Linked DNA regions of Mus musculus: region 1 is linked to region 2. Evidence: chromatin contacts called from public Hi-C data. All regions are on one chromosome and are shown on one strand. Each heading gives the region's core, a stretch centred on a gene start, on an enhancer-like site or on the middle of the called end of the contact. The rest is flanking DNA. Distances are from core to core; before and after follow the strand shown. Region 1 has its middle 210 kb from the start of Gm41333. Region 2 has its middle 230 kb from the start of Pvt1.

The links. Hi-C and Micro-C count contacts between places; a contact is called where the count stands out from the background.
Region 1: a Hi-C map of Th1 cells shows a contact between it and region 2, with 2.9 times the contacts expected there. The contact joins two enhancer-like sites. A contact is called at or near these places in 6 of 484 Hi-C or Micro-C datasets (B cells, the N1E-115 cell line, Th1 cells and 2 more) and 1 of 115 datasets of contacts at active chromatin or transcription factors (Th17 cells).

What each region holds. Positions count from the first base shown.
Region 1 is chr15:62,455,301-62,462,189 of GRCm38.p6, reverse strand. No RefSeq gene overlaps it. Among named protein-coding and RNA genes, the nearest start is that of Gm41333, 210 kb to the left of the region's middle. Within about 2 kb of position 4,894, at least 34 of the 459 cell types and tissues checked have an H3K27ac peak or open chromatin away from gene starts, as enhancers often do. A contact at or near this core is called in B cells, Th1 cells and Th17 cells, where this site is marked.
Region 2 is chr15:62,262,384-62,268,871 of GRCm38.p6, reverse strand. No RefSeq gene overlaps it. Among named protein-coding and RNA genes, the nearest start is that of Pvt1, 230 kb to the right of the region's middle. Within about 2 kb of position 3,726, at least 27 of the 459 cell types and tissues checked have an H3K27ac peak or open chromatin away from gene starts, as enhancers often do. A contact at or near this core is called in B cells, Th1 cells and Th17 cells, where this site is marked.

The sequences.
Region 1 (6,889 bases), core at 3,645-6,144, 190 kb before region 2:
CCTCATGGCTTGCCAAGACTGCTTTCTTGTACCACTCACGACCACATATCTGGGGTTAGCACTGCCCACAGTTGGTTGGACCCTCCCACACCAATCATTAATCAAGAAAACGCCCCACAGACTTGCCTACAGGTCAATCTGAGGGAAGCATTTTCTCAATTGAGGTTCCTCTTCATAGTCAATTCTAATTTGTGTCCAGCGAAGCAGCACAAGTTCCACACTCGAGTTCACAGGCTATTAAGTGATGGATCCAAGGTCTTGGGCCAGATCTTGCTCATTTCTGCCCTAATGCACCTGTTTTCTAGAACTGATGACGGTGGTAGGAGTCCTCAATGTCTTTGGATACTCATACCAAGAGAGAAAAGTTGACTAAGCTATTTTTAGAAGAGAACTGGTCTCCTGATGAATGAGATGCTCTAAGGAAGTGGAAATGATCCATGCCCGAGAGCATCCATGAAGACCTTTGCATTTCAAACATGGTGGGAACAAAGCCTGCCAAGCCACTAACAGGTGCTAGAACCCCTACTTATTATGATTATCCCCTCCTCCCCTGTACACAGCTTGGAAGAAACCACAACAAAGAAAAGGGGAGGAGTAGAGGTAGGGAAGAGAAAAAAAAAGAAGAAAGGGGCTGGGGAGGTAGCTCAGCCACTGAAAGCATCAGAAACTGACTTCAGTCTCTACGGTTTGGATATGAAGCTGGGCGTGGTGGCCCAGGCTTATAGTCCTGTAGAAGAATAGACAATAGCATACTTGGGGCTCATTTCGGGACAGTATAACCTAAACAGTGACTTCCCTAGTCCTAGTGAGAGGCCTTGTCTCAAAATACAAGGTTAGCAGTTCTTGAGGGATAATAACCAAGGTGAACTAATACTTCCATATGCACACACAGAGATATACACAGACATACCTACACAAACAAAAACATGCACACATATAATATACATACTATACACACATAAGCATAAATGTACACACAAGAACATATACACACATGAACATGTGTGTGTGTGTGTACGTGTGTGAAAATATACACCCATAACTGAAAGAAAAAGTAATAATGTTTTCTTTCCAGATTTTAAGTGTACCTGCTAGATTTATTGGGTCTGTATGTCCCTATCTACTATAAGCTGAGGCTTACAGATATTAAATCTCTAAAAATCTGCAGGTTAGAATGTTTTCCATCCTCCACATCAGCAGTTCTCTCGGTTAGTCCTGGACTTGCAGTGTTAGCATGACTTGGGAACATGTGACTCATGCAGATGTCCAGTTTCCATCCCAGAGCTACTAAAATCTGAAGCCTGGGTAGTATGATCCAGCACTCCAGGCTGGCCTTGAATTCTAGGCGCTCTCAGCTGGGTAAGTGCTAGGAGTACAGGTGTCTGCCACCATCTGTGGCATCTCTCCATGATTCAATGCATTTAAATAGTGAAAGCCACTGCTCTGAGGTGCTTTGTAATGAGTAGTTAATTAAAAAAAAAATTGTTGATTAGTGCACTTAAAACATTTGTTGCTTCAACTAGAGACTATTCTGAAAGCAATTTTATTTTGACCTTGGACCAATCAGTTGGAAAAGGGAGAAGCCAGCAAACTTATGGAAATCTAATCAGCCATGTGAAGTATGATAATGCTGGCATTTGGTACCTGGCACAAAACAGCAGGTTGCTGCTTTACGTACAAAGGTGTGACTGGCAAAGGAGTTACCAAGTCTCACTGCTTCCTTTTCTTACTGCTTCCTGCTGAGGCTTAGAAGGAGGGGTCCTCTCCAGCTGTCAAGGTACAGTGGGCTGGCCATGCTAGAGGTATCCTTGTCCAAAGGTCGTCTCTATCCCTACAAGAAACAACACAAGTTTCCTCAGCGGGGAGGTGACTTAGTAATGGATACCAGAACACAGTGGGAAGGGGAGAGACAGTCGATGTCATTTCTGTCATAACCCAACATGTAAGTTGACTGACTACAGTCAACTTTTAGCAGATGCTAAAGCAGGTTTTAAAATGACTGGTCTTCCTGGCTGCTTGCGCTGGTTGTCACACAAAGGGAAAAAAATACTGGGGGGAGGGGGGAAACAAAGATTAACTTTAGAGTAATTTTTCTTTTGTACTATCTCTTTTTAAACGCTGTAGGGTTTTGTTTTTGTCTTCTCTTCTTCTGCAGAAAAATGAGAATATTATAAAAGCACCTCTTAGGACCAGGGAAATGCCTCAGTGCTTGTTGTATGAGTACATGAATTTGAACCCCCAGAACCCATGGGAGAGTTGAGCACAAAAGCCTGTCTGTCATCCCAGTACTCATATGCCAAACTCAGAGGCAAGGACAGGATGACCACCAGAAACCTGTGAGCCAGCCCCACTTGGCTGTCATATATAGCCGTGAACACAGTGTGATCCATCTCAAACAAGGTACAAAGTGAGGACAAATCCTGAAGTTATTTGACCTTCTCATGTGTGCCATAGAATGAATACACACACACACAAACACACACATATACAGCAAGTCAGCTAATCTAGCCTGAAACAGCTTGTTGTGGGTTCATTGATCGATGTCCTATATCTGAGTTTGCTAATAGAAAGAACACCCTCTATACTGGCTGGTTTTGTGTCAACTTGACACAAGCTCGAGTTATCACAGAGAAAGGAGCTTCAGGCGAGAAATACCTCCATGAGATCCAGCTGTAAGGCATTTTCTCAATTAGTGATCAAGTGGGGAGGGCCCCTTGTGGGTGGTGCCATCCCCGGGCTGGTAGTCCTGGGCTCTATAAGAAAACAAGCTGAGCAAGCCAGGAGAAGCAAGCCAGTAAGTAACATCCCTCCATGGCCTCTGCATCAGCTCCTGCTTCCTGACCTGCTTGTGTTCCAGTCCTGACTTCCCTGGTAATGAACAGCAATGTGGAAGTGTAAGCTGAATAAACCCTTTCCTCCCCAACTTGCTTCTTGGTCATGATGTTTGTGCAGGAATAGAAACCCGACTAAGACACCCTCCTTGACATTACCTGACCACAAAGTTTATGTTTCCAGGCTATGATGTCTTTCAGCCATCACCACCAGCTACTTTATTGTCTGGCTTTCCATGGGCTTTACTCTTCTATTTTCATTCATTACAGTCTCCTTCTCCCTCCAGAATTTGTATCTTTTCCTGGTCCCAAAGTGTTAGAGAATTTCAAAGCCTTGGCCTCGTGTGGTCATACTAGAATCTACTACCTTTCCTGTGTCACAGAGTAGAACCAATTTGGTATGAGGAACAGAGGTTATAGTGATGCCAAGAATGGGGGACATTACATATAGAATGACATGGATATATGAGGATTTATGGCTAGAAATAAAGAGTGTCAGTTCTTACATTTATAGTCACATTTTATTATAACATCACCTCTCCTGCCACAGAGATAATAACTAAACAAGAGGTGGAGGTAAAATTTAGAGTACCAGTTACAGAGCAGACCAACAAAGCAAAGCTGGTAGCACTGGACATGGAAGACACATAAGTCCCTAAAGGTACACTATCAGAAATGCAATAAGTTATTTCAACACATTTATTCATTTCACACACACACACACACACGCACGCACGCACACACACACACATACACACATACACACAACTACTACAGTGTTTTTGGGAATTCTGCCAAATCATGAAGGGAAAATGTGGGCTAATCACCCCAGCCTTCACATGGATGTTGGACTAAAAAGAAAGAAAGGGTGGTTGAGCATTTCAAAGAACCAATCCATGCCCTATGTTTGAGGTGTGGTAGGGAGGAAGCTTAACTCAGCAGAGGGCACAAGGGAGGCAACTGGCTCTCCAAGTGTGCTTCTGACAAGTGATGGGGCACCACCAGGCCCTTGCTAGGAAGGCACATGCTCAGAGCTCACTAAGAATTCTAGAGTAGTAAGTTCTGGAGGGGTGAGGCTGGAAGGGGGTGTGTGGGGGTGGAGTAGAGGTTGTAGTTCAGAAATCTGGGTTCACAAGTCTCTCGGTGGAGGAAGAGGTGCTTGCACAGCTGCAGCTTGGAAACCACCATTGATACTCAAGAAGTGAGTAGTGAATTTCCCCAGCTGGAGCTGGTTTAGAACGGTTTAAGACTAGAGGAAGTGACCTCTGCACCCAATCTTCAAAGGAGAGTTCTACAAAAATGACAAGAGACACAGGCAGGAACATTCCAGGAATTCCAGGTGTTTGTGTACTTGAATCACAACACAATGCCTCCAAACCTCCCATTTTCTCACTGGATGTAGAATTAAATCCAAGGAAATTATGTAGGGACATAGGTATCAGGGGTATTAACTGCTTCTCCATTTTCTTCCCCACCTCCCTGTCTTTTGACAGTACTGGGAGCTGAACCCAGTACTGAGAAGGGAACTAGGAGCTAACCTGTATGCTGGGCAAGCACTGCCACTGAGCTACAGTCTTGCTTATTTGCTCTTTTTTTTTCTTTTCAAGCAATTTTAATGCCCTTCAGCTAACTCCTTGAATGAACCAGAGGTTCATATGCCTAAGGATTATCCCTTGGTTTAGAAAGAGGGAGGTATGGGAAAATGATTAATGGAGCATGGTGCTCTCAATAGAACGAGGCGGGTGCGACACCATGCCACACTTTGAGTAACAAAATGCCACCAAATATGTACACATTGAATCCCATAGACAGACACAATAAATGTGCAACAGCAGGTTGATTCTCAGGGGCAGAATTCAGGGGTTGAGGATAGGACTGGGATAGAGACCTTTTACTCATAGTAGTTTACTTTTGTACAATGTGCATTGCATTCATAATGCAAAGAAACAGACACAGGATCCTCACAGCACATGAAAAGATAGCAAGCCTCCCTCCTCACAGGTTCAACCTCCTGGAGGTACTATCAGGATGGGGGAGGAGACAGGGGGAGGAGACAGGGGGAGGTGCATGCCTCTGTCATTACCATTTTTGGTACTTTTTTTTTCTAACAGGATGTGTTGTGTGGGTCAAAGCCCAGAGCCAGAAGTGAGAAAAGCTGCTCTTTAGAGTACAGCCCCGAGTTCCTGGAATTTAGAAATTGGTCACTGAAGAGCAATAGCAAGAGGAAGGTCAAGTTTAGGTACAAATGGAGGTGGGCCCTTAGGAAGCACTGTGGTGGTAAGGGGACTCACTGTGACCCCATTCATTAAAAGAACAATTGGTGGTTTCAGACACCTGAGCAAGAGGAGAAGGAAAGCTAGACAGAAGAAATACTGGCCCACATCTCCGTCCAAAAAAGGTAAAAATATATAGTTACAAAGAAAGCAGCTTCTATGAAAAGTCCTCTCTCAGCAGCTTTGAGCAACCTCAGTAAAGACTTTCTCCCCATTTCTTTTCTGCTTCAACTTCCCCAAGGCCTGGGACAAAAAGAACCCTATACTTACTAGGTTTTAATTAGATGCCAGTGTCTGTTTATTAACCCCTTTTATGGCTCTCAGTTCTTTACAAAATCCTGGTTGGGAAAAGAGACTGTTCAAAAAGGTGGTAACTAAGGCCCCAAAGAACAGAGCAACTTGGTGTGAAGTTGTGATGGTAATGTCAGGATTTGAATCTTCTTCCCCCCAGACTCCCAAATCTCTTCTGTACTGAATTTGCACTATGCTCAGCAATGAGAAAGACAGAGCTCTGTCTTGGATCCAGCATTTGTGCGAGCCACAGCTCTGAGCCCAAACCTCTGAATCTGAAATCCACAATTGAAGGCAGGAGAATTGTGTGTGTGTGTGTGTGTGTGTGTGTGTGTGTGTGTGTGTGTGTGTGTGATTTCTAAGAAGACAAAAAGAAAAAAAAAAGTCACCAAGGAAGTCCTGTTGAAGACACAGTAAGGAATACCAGGATGTATCTGCTTGGATAACCACAGTTTGTATTTGCTTCTGTAAAAATACTGGTTTATCAACTCCTTGTACTTGATGGCAATCTCCAGCCCATCCATCACAGAAGCTTTCTGTTTGAACATTGCCCAATAGCCAGGCCCACACAGCTCCCTGCTCCCAGCATACTGTGAAAATAAAAGCTTATTTGAAAGGGATATGACCTTCTCTGGGATTTCACAAAAAGCTTACTAATGGCTTTAAGGTGAAAGGCACCTTAACTCAAATAAGAAATAGCGTCTGTGGGATTGCTTTGTTGAATCATTCAGTGTGCTTACAATATAGAGATGACTTACAGCCAGCAAAGGGGACCAACATATGTGAGTGTAATACTGATAGTCCCATGCCTCAGCATGTATTGTGGCCAGAGAGAGGACAATGCTTGAGTCTTCTTTGGACTGGCTATGAAACTGGGGTCAGAGAATGAGAGAATGGTAGGAAACCTTTACAGTAGAAGCACCTAGTATAATGTAGAGGATGCATCCTTGGCTCAAAGAGGAAAGGAGGAACATTTTCAGAGCCCTCAATATTCTCTATGCTGATAGAGTTGAAATTGGTTTCAGCCCCTGCCTATGGATTTGGAGTAAGATTTTAGATCTCTCGTTACCAACTTGCTTTATAATTTGTAGGTGTCTCATATTCCTCAAAGGATTTGAAGTTGTTTGGGGTGCAGTCATCAATTCCACTGCAAAAGTAGCTTCTTTGCCCTTTACAGTCAGTCAGTCAGTCAGCAGGAACATACATCGTGGACTTCCACATCATTTCTGGCAACAGCACAGACTGTGGGCATCCACTACCAACATGAATCTCAGCATGGTCCCCAGTGGCAGTATGTATCAAGGAAATCAGCATGGCCCTGTGTTAGAGCCTGGGCTATGGGCACCCTTCATAGCGGTCAATAGCAGCCCAGCTCATGGACATCAACAGGGATTCTGGTGGCAGCACAGACCAAGAGTATCTGCCTGGCCTTCATTGGTAATGGTGAAGAAAGATTCTAAAGTTAGCTGATGGCTTCCTCCATCATTTCTCATG
Region 2 (6,488 bases), core at 2,477-4,976:
GAGAGAGAGGGAGGGAGGGAGGGAGGGAGGGAGGGAGGGAGGGAGGGAGGGAGGGAGGGAGGAAGGAAGGAAGGAAGGAAGGAAGGAAGGAAGGAAGGAGGAAGGAAGGAAGGAGGGAGGGAGGGAGGGAGGGAGGGAGGGAGGGAGGGAGGAAGGAAGGAAGGAAGGAAGGAAGGAAGGAAGGAAGGAAGGAAGGAAGGGAAGGGAAAGAGAAGGAGGAGATGCAGAATGAAGAAGAGGAGGAGGAGGAGGAAGAGGAGATTTCCCTCTTACACAGGAGCAAGCAGACTGGGGTTGCAAAGGACCAACATTCAAGGGCTCAAGGGTGCTTCAGAAGGCTTCAGAAGAAACAAGAAGGACCAACCTTCTGTGCTTTCTCTTTGCCTGTGAGTCAGAAGTCAGGGCAGAGTTGAGATGTATGAATCTCAGTCACAGAGTGGGAGCCAAGGTGTAGGAGGCCCCGTGGTCAGAGCAAGCAGCTCTGAATTACTGTACATGGAACAGCATTTGTATTTCTCTGAAGGGGAAAGGACCCACTGTTTCATTCTCAACGCAGCCTGTCAGGTTCCCAGGCACAGCTACATAATGAGCAAGGCCCATGTCAAATGAACATGTGTGTTCAAAGAAGAGAAAACAGCTTCTTTTTCCTTCATGTTCTTGACTTGTTATGGTGGGTTGGGCTTCACAATTAGATATCATGCTCTCTCACAGCCTAGGGGACATTTGAGGAGAGAAACAGGTCCTCATAGATGTGCATAGCTGACCCTAGAGAGGTACTTAGGAACCCAATATGATCTCGCTGGGCTTAGGGACAGAACTCAGGTTCCACCTGGGGGTCAGGTGGCAGGGCACATGGGAACCTGTTTATGGGAGGGGGAAAAGAGGAAAAGAGGTGCCTCAACAATGAAGCACAGAAAACGAAGACAATCAGTAATTTCTCAATAAGATGGTCACCACAGATCAATCAGCCCTAAGTGTAACGTCATCTCATTTCTAGTGTCATTTTGACGAAATGTTATGAGCCTTTTTGTTTACTGTCCCACCAACCTGGGTCCAAGGTTTTGGCTCTCTGTCTTTGGCCACACTGTTTAGGCACCGTGCCTTTCAGACCATGTTCTGCTGATTAGGCTAGCCGCTTGGCAACCATGGACTCTTGCCATGTTTCGTATGTCCTTCGTTGCCTCACATGCCATCCAAGAAGGGTGTCTTTAAACTCACACAGGCCTGGAAGAAGACCAAGCTTACCAGCACATTTTCACATGATGAGAGGACAGACAGAGGCATGGAGACATTTTTTTCTTTCTTTCTTTTTTTATTTATTTTTATTAGATATTTTCTTTATATACATTTCAAGTGCTATCCCGAAATTTCCCTATACCCTCCCCCTACCCTGCTCCCCTACCCACCCACCCACTCTCACTTCTTGGCCCTGGCATTCCCCTGTACTGGGGCATATAAAGTTTGCAATACCAAGGGGCCTCTCTTCCCAGTGATGGCCAACTAGGCCATCTTCTGATACAAATGCAGCCAGAGACACGAGCTCTGGGGGTACTGGTTAGTTCATATTGTTGTTCCACCTATAGGATTGCAGACCCCTTTGGCTCCTTGGGTGCTCTCTATAGCTTCTCAATTGGGGGCCCTGTGTTCCACCTTATAGATGACTGTGAGCATCCCCCACCCCCCTTCGACTCACCACTCTGCTCATCTGCAGTGCAATCCCAAAACTGGGATTCCAACCCATTCACCCACAGAGCCCACTTACCAAGTGCTTTGCACAATATGAAGCCCAGGAGGCAATGAGCAATGGCTTCCTTTATTTCATCCTTAAAATAGACCAAAGGGGTTGGGCCTTCCATTCTCTGAGATCATTTTAGGCAGTGGATGTAAGAACTCGGAGGAACTTGCCCAAATCCCTTCTCTCATCCACCAGCCCTCAAGCAGTGGAAATGACACCCAGAGAGTCTGTAAGAGGCAAAGGGTTGAGCAGCAAGGGACTTGTGACAGAAGGGATCCGCATAGATAAATACTTTGCAAGTCTGGCTTCATACAGAATGTGAAGGCTTGGCTTTAAGAGATTTAAATGTGGCAGCAACAATGACCCCAGGATGCTAAGATCATAGATTATCCAGACCGGATGTCAGTCTGGCTATGGAATTAAATTCTCAGTTGAAAGTAAGAAAACCAAAGCAGTGGGAAGGAAGTGGCTAGCCCAATACTCCTCAAGCACAGCTTGGGGACCGGACAACCCCGAGAAGAGGGAAATGGTGAAGTCTTGTTGAACAGATGTCAAAATTGCCATGTTTATAAATCAACTTGCCCAAACCTTCCTGGCCAGCAAAGGGACAGCCATCATTTCTTGCTTGGTCTAAGACCTAACAATGATGCCCTTTTCAAACATCTGAGTTACAAGTTTAAAAACAAAAAACAAAAGAAACAAACAAAAAACCCCCAAAACCTACTGTCTTTAGAATTTGACAGAACTTCGTTTAAAAATGTCTCCATCACTAACTGGCTATGTGGCCATAAGTAAACTAATTTCCCTAAGATACTATTTCTTCACCAGCAAAGGAGCATTAGTGAGATCACCAAAGTTTCTGGACTTTACAATAGAAGTTCCAGAGCAGGAACATACTTCATAGACAAGCTGGCACACAGTAGGTGTTCGCCCAAGGCATTTGAACGCATCGGCAGCCGAGTCAGATAGGTAGATAGCACTTGGGCAAGGTCCTGTCTGCAGGAGGATGTATACATCTCTGCCTAAAGCTCATGGAAGAAAACCAACCAAATGTGGGGAAGTCTGAGATGGGTCACTTCCCACTGTGACCCCGGAAAGCAGGCTAGGAGGTCCGAGATGGGAGGCAAAGAAGGGAAGTTGAGGAGGAAGAGTAAGTATGAGAGAATTTCCATTTCTGGAGGTTTTAATCTTGGTTTTTTTTTTTTTGTTTGTTTTTTTTTTTCTATTTAAAGGCTTGCTCTCTGATTAATGAACCCCATTTCGGGTCCCTGTTCTTAGTAGGAACCCATATCCAGTAAGAACCAACTTGCTTGGAAAGTCCACTGGGGTACTATGGCTCTGGCCTGGGCTCACAGATTGAGTGCCTTAATTTGAATAAAAGCGCTAGAGGATTTCCAGGGGAAACACCAGGGCAGCCTTCTAACTGCTGCTGATCTTGTGACACACAGAGAGTCCAGAAGGTTCTTCTTGGATGACTTTACTCAGCAGATACGTGCTGGTGTCCCACCCCTGCTAGGCTTGGGCTCTGCCAGGGAACCATCCTGGACATCTCCCCAGCCACAACCCAGGAGGGGCCGTAGATACAGGGATCAAAGGTTATGCCTCTGAACTAGTAAGGGCTCTTAAAGAATGAACCCTTCCAGGGACTGCAGGATGACTAGGGGACACTTGATTGGGAGCATGTAGTGTCTTGTGACTGCTATCACAAAGTGCTGACATCTGGGTGACTTTAGACAACAGAGATGAATTATGAAAACAATGAGTGAGCAGAGTCCTGTTCTTCCTGACTCCACAGGGAACACCTCTTCCTCATACCTGCTAGATCCTGCAGTCCATGGCTTGTGGAAGCACCAGTTACGTTCCTGCCTCCCACTGCCTGTAACCTTCTTGCCATATGTATTCTTCAGTGTAACCCTAGCTGAACTTAGCATCTACAAAGGTCACATTCACAGGTTCTGAAGGTTAGGATTTGACCTTACCTTCAGGAGTGTAACAGTTAATCATTATTATCTTGGCTGCATTTACAGTCCCTGAGAGGCTGACCACATTCTGGGATTGTCTAAGGGTCACAGAAAATTAAGCAAAGGGGAAGACTCCAATCTAAGGGGGATGTTGCTAGAAGACCAAACTTTTACCTTTCCCCACATCTCATCTCCATGTTTTAGGCTGTTCTCCTCCACCTGCCCTTTAATGATAGGCTAACCCTTCCGACACCATACACTGAAATAAATTCTTTCTCTTTTAAGTTTCTGTCAAGGTTTAGTAACAAAAGCTATCTCAGACAGGAAATCAGTTCCACACATTACACACAGAGCAACAGAGTGGCATAGGCAGTGGCAAAGCCCAAGCCAGGCAGGAAGAAGCCAGCCTGTCCCAAGCTGGGCAGGAAGGGAGTCCCGTGGGCAGCACACTGATCATGTTGTACCAGGAGAGGGAGGAGAGAATGACAAAGGAACTGACCAGCTCTTCCTCCTCTGATAAAGGCGATCATTGGTCCTAGCTCATACTGGTGTTTGTCCCAGAGAGGTAGCTGTCTTGACAGGGAGTCTTATACCAGGTTCTTCCACACTTTAAAACAGCACCCCACTTGTGACTGACCTGACACTCTATGGCTTTCAGATGGGAGAAAATTGTTCTTAGCAGTAAAATGGAGACTGAGGAGAAAGTATCCCTGTGACATCCTGGCAAACATCAGAAGAGAATAGGGAGCATCCTTCTGTCAAAAAAAAAAAAAAAAAAAAAAGGAAGTAGGGTATCTTGGGGTCCAGGAGCAAAGGGTTATGTCAGATATTAATGTTTCTCTTCTGGGCAGGCTTCTTCTGATCTAAGGCTACCCGATATTCATTCCCAAATAGCTATGTAGAGCATCTCTTATGTGCACTTCTTCCTGACAGACAAGCCAAATCTCTGTTTCCTAGAGATTATTATACCATGGGCAAAGAAATGGGCAGAGTAGCTGAAACATGTGAGGCACTTGAAAAAGCACCAAGCTCACTAGAGGACAGTAAAGCTATCCAGAGGACTCACGGGCATCATCAGATGCTGGGAAGTCTGAATGTTATCATGGGGATATTGTTATCTGGCCCAGAGGAGGAACTGAGCAATGAAAAGAAAGAGGAGTCATCATTTACAAAGAACCTGGGACAGAATTCTACCCTGAACTGCAGTTAGAGGGGAGAGAGAGCAGGATGACATTAGGAGATGGTAAGCCAGAGTCCAGGGTGTTATGATTATTTAAGCCCCATCTTTGTAAAATGTGAGAAACTTAGGGCTTGAGAAGCTGTTGGGGTCTTGTAGTAGGACTTCCATTTTCGAAGGTTGCCTAGCTTTGCCTTAAGAATAACTATTGAAAGGTAAAGCAGAAACAGGAACAAGAATCCAATGGCTGTGTTAATAATCTAGGCAAGGGGAATGTGGCTGGACCATGGTAGGAACAGGGGGGAAAATGTGAAACTGTCATTTTGGATATGTCCTGCTCATAGATTGGACATGTAAGAGGACAGTCCAAGAAGGGCTTATTCCAAACTCTAATAGGGACTGAAAAATGCAGGATCAGGAAACTGCAAGAGAGGAAATGGAGAAGACCTTCAGTATCTGAGGCCATAAGACACTGAGCAGAAGCACGGAAGAAGCAATTGGGGGACATTTGACAGAAGTCAGGCCTGACAAAGGAATGTTCCAAGTACTTGACTGCAGATAGGAGAGGGCAAACAAGGATCAAAGCTATGGATAGGAACAATCTGGAAGACAGACAAGGATTTGGGTCACAAGAAGTCAGTTTTCTTCCCATAGTGCTCCAACTGGGATTTTAGGTAGGTTGTCTCCCTGTTCTGATCCCTAGACTCCTCTAGGACTCAAAATAACAGCTCACAGCTTACCATCTCCAATCTCTGAATTCTAGTATCAGCTTCACTAACTTTAAGTTCCTGATGTTGCTGGCTAGGAAGAGTACTGTAAAGACAGGCCATGCCTTGGAACTCTTTCTAGAACACAATGCTCTTCTCTGTAGATTATCTCATTTTTCTCTGCCACATTGCACCAAAGCCCTTGGATTTCTGGGCTTCCACTCTTCTAAGCAAACCTTTGTTTGAGTGTTCCCAGTCCCAAGGCACACACACTGACCCTGCTCCAGTCCCTTCTTTAGACCATTCTCCACTCAGAAGCCACAGTGATTTTAAAATAAAAGCCTGGTGTCTCTCAAACCTGTGGGCCCACCTCCCCTTTCCCTGCATTGCCAGCTCCTTCAAACCTTGGCTTGACTATCCTGTCCCCAGAAAGAGACTCAGTTGAAGCCCATGCCAAGTGGATGTGTTCTGCTTTAATTCTCTTTCCCTTCATTGCTTATCTTTGTTCTTCTTAAACCCAAGTTAGTTATCTCCTTATGTTTCATCTGAAATTTGACTCGGATCTGTGTCCGCCACTGGCCACATGCTCAGCCGAGCAGAGCCTCATCCATCTTGTGTCATCGTGTCGATCACCAGAACCAAGCTGGTGGTGAACCAAGAGCAGGTGTCCAGGTGCTATTTAAATAAATGCACATTTGCATAAATATGTAAAATATTTAACAAGACTTTTTAAAGAAAGAGGAAAGGAAAAAGGAAGGAAGAAGAAAGAGAGGGAAGGAAAGGAGAAGGGAGAGGAAGAAGAAAATAAAGACAAAAGTTTAAAAGGAGGGAGGAAAGGGTAGGGAGGTGAGGGGGAAATGAGGAAAGAAGGAAGAAGGGAAGCAAGGAGAAAAAAGTAGAAAAGAAAG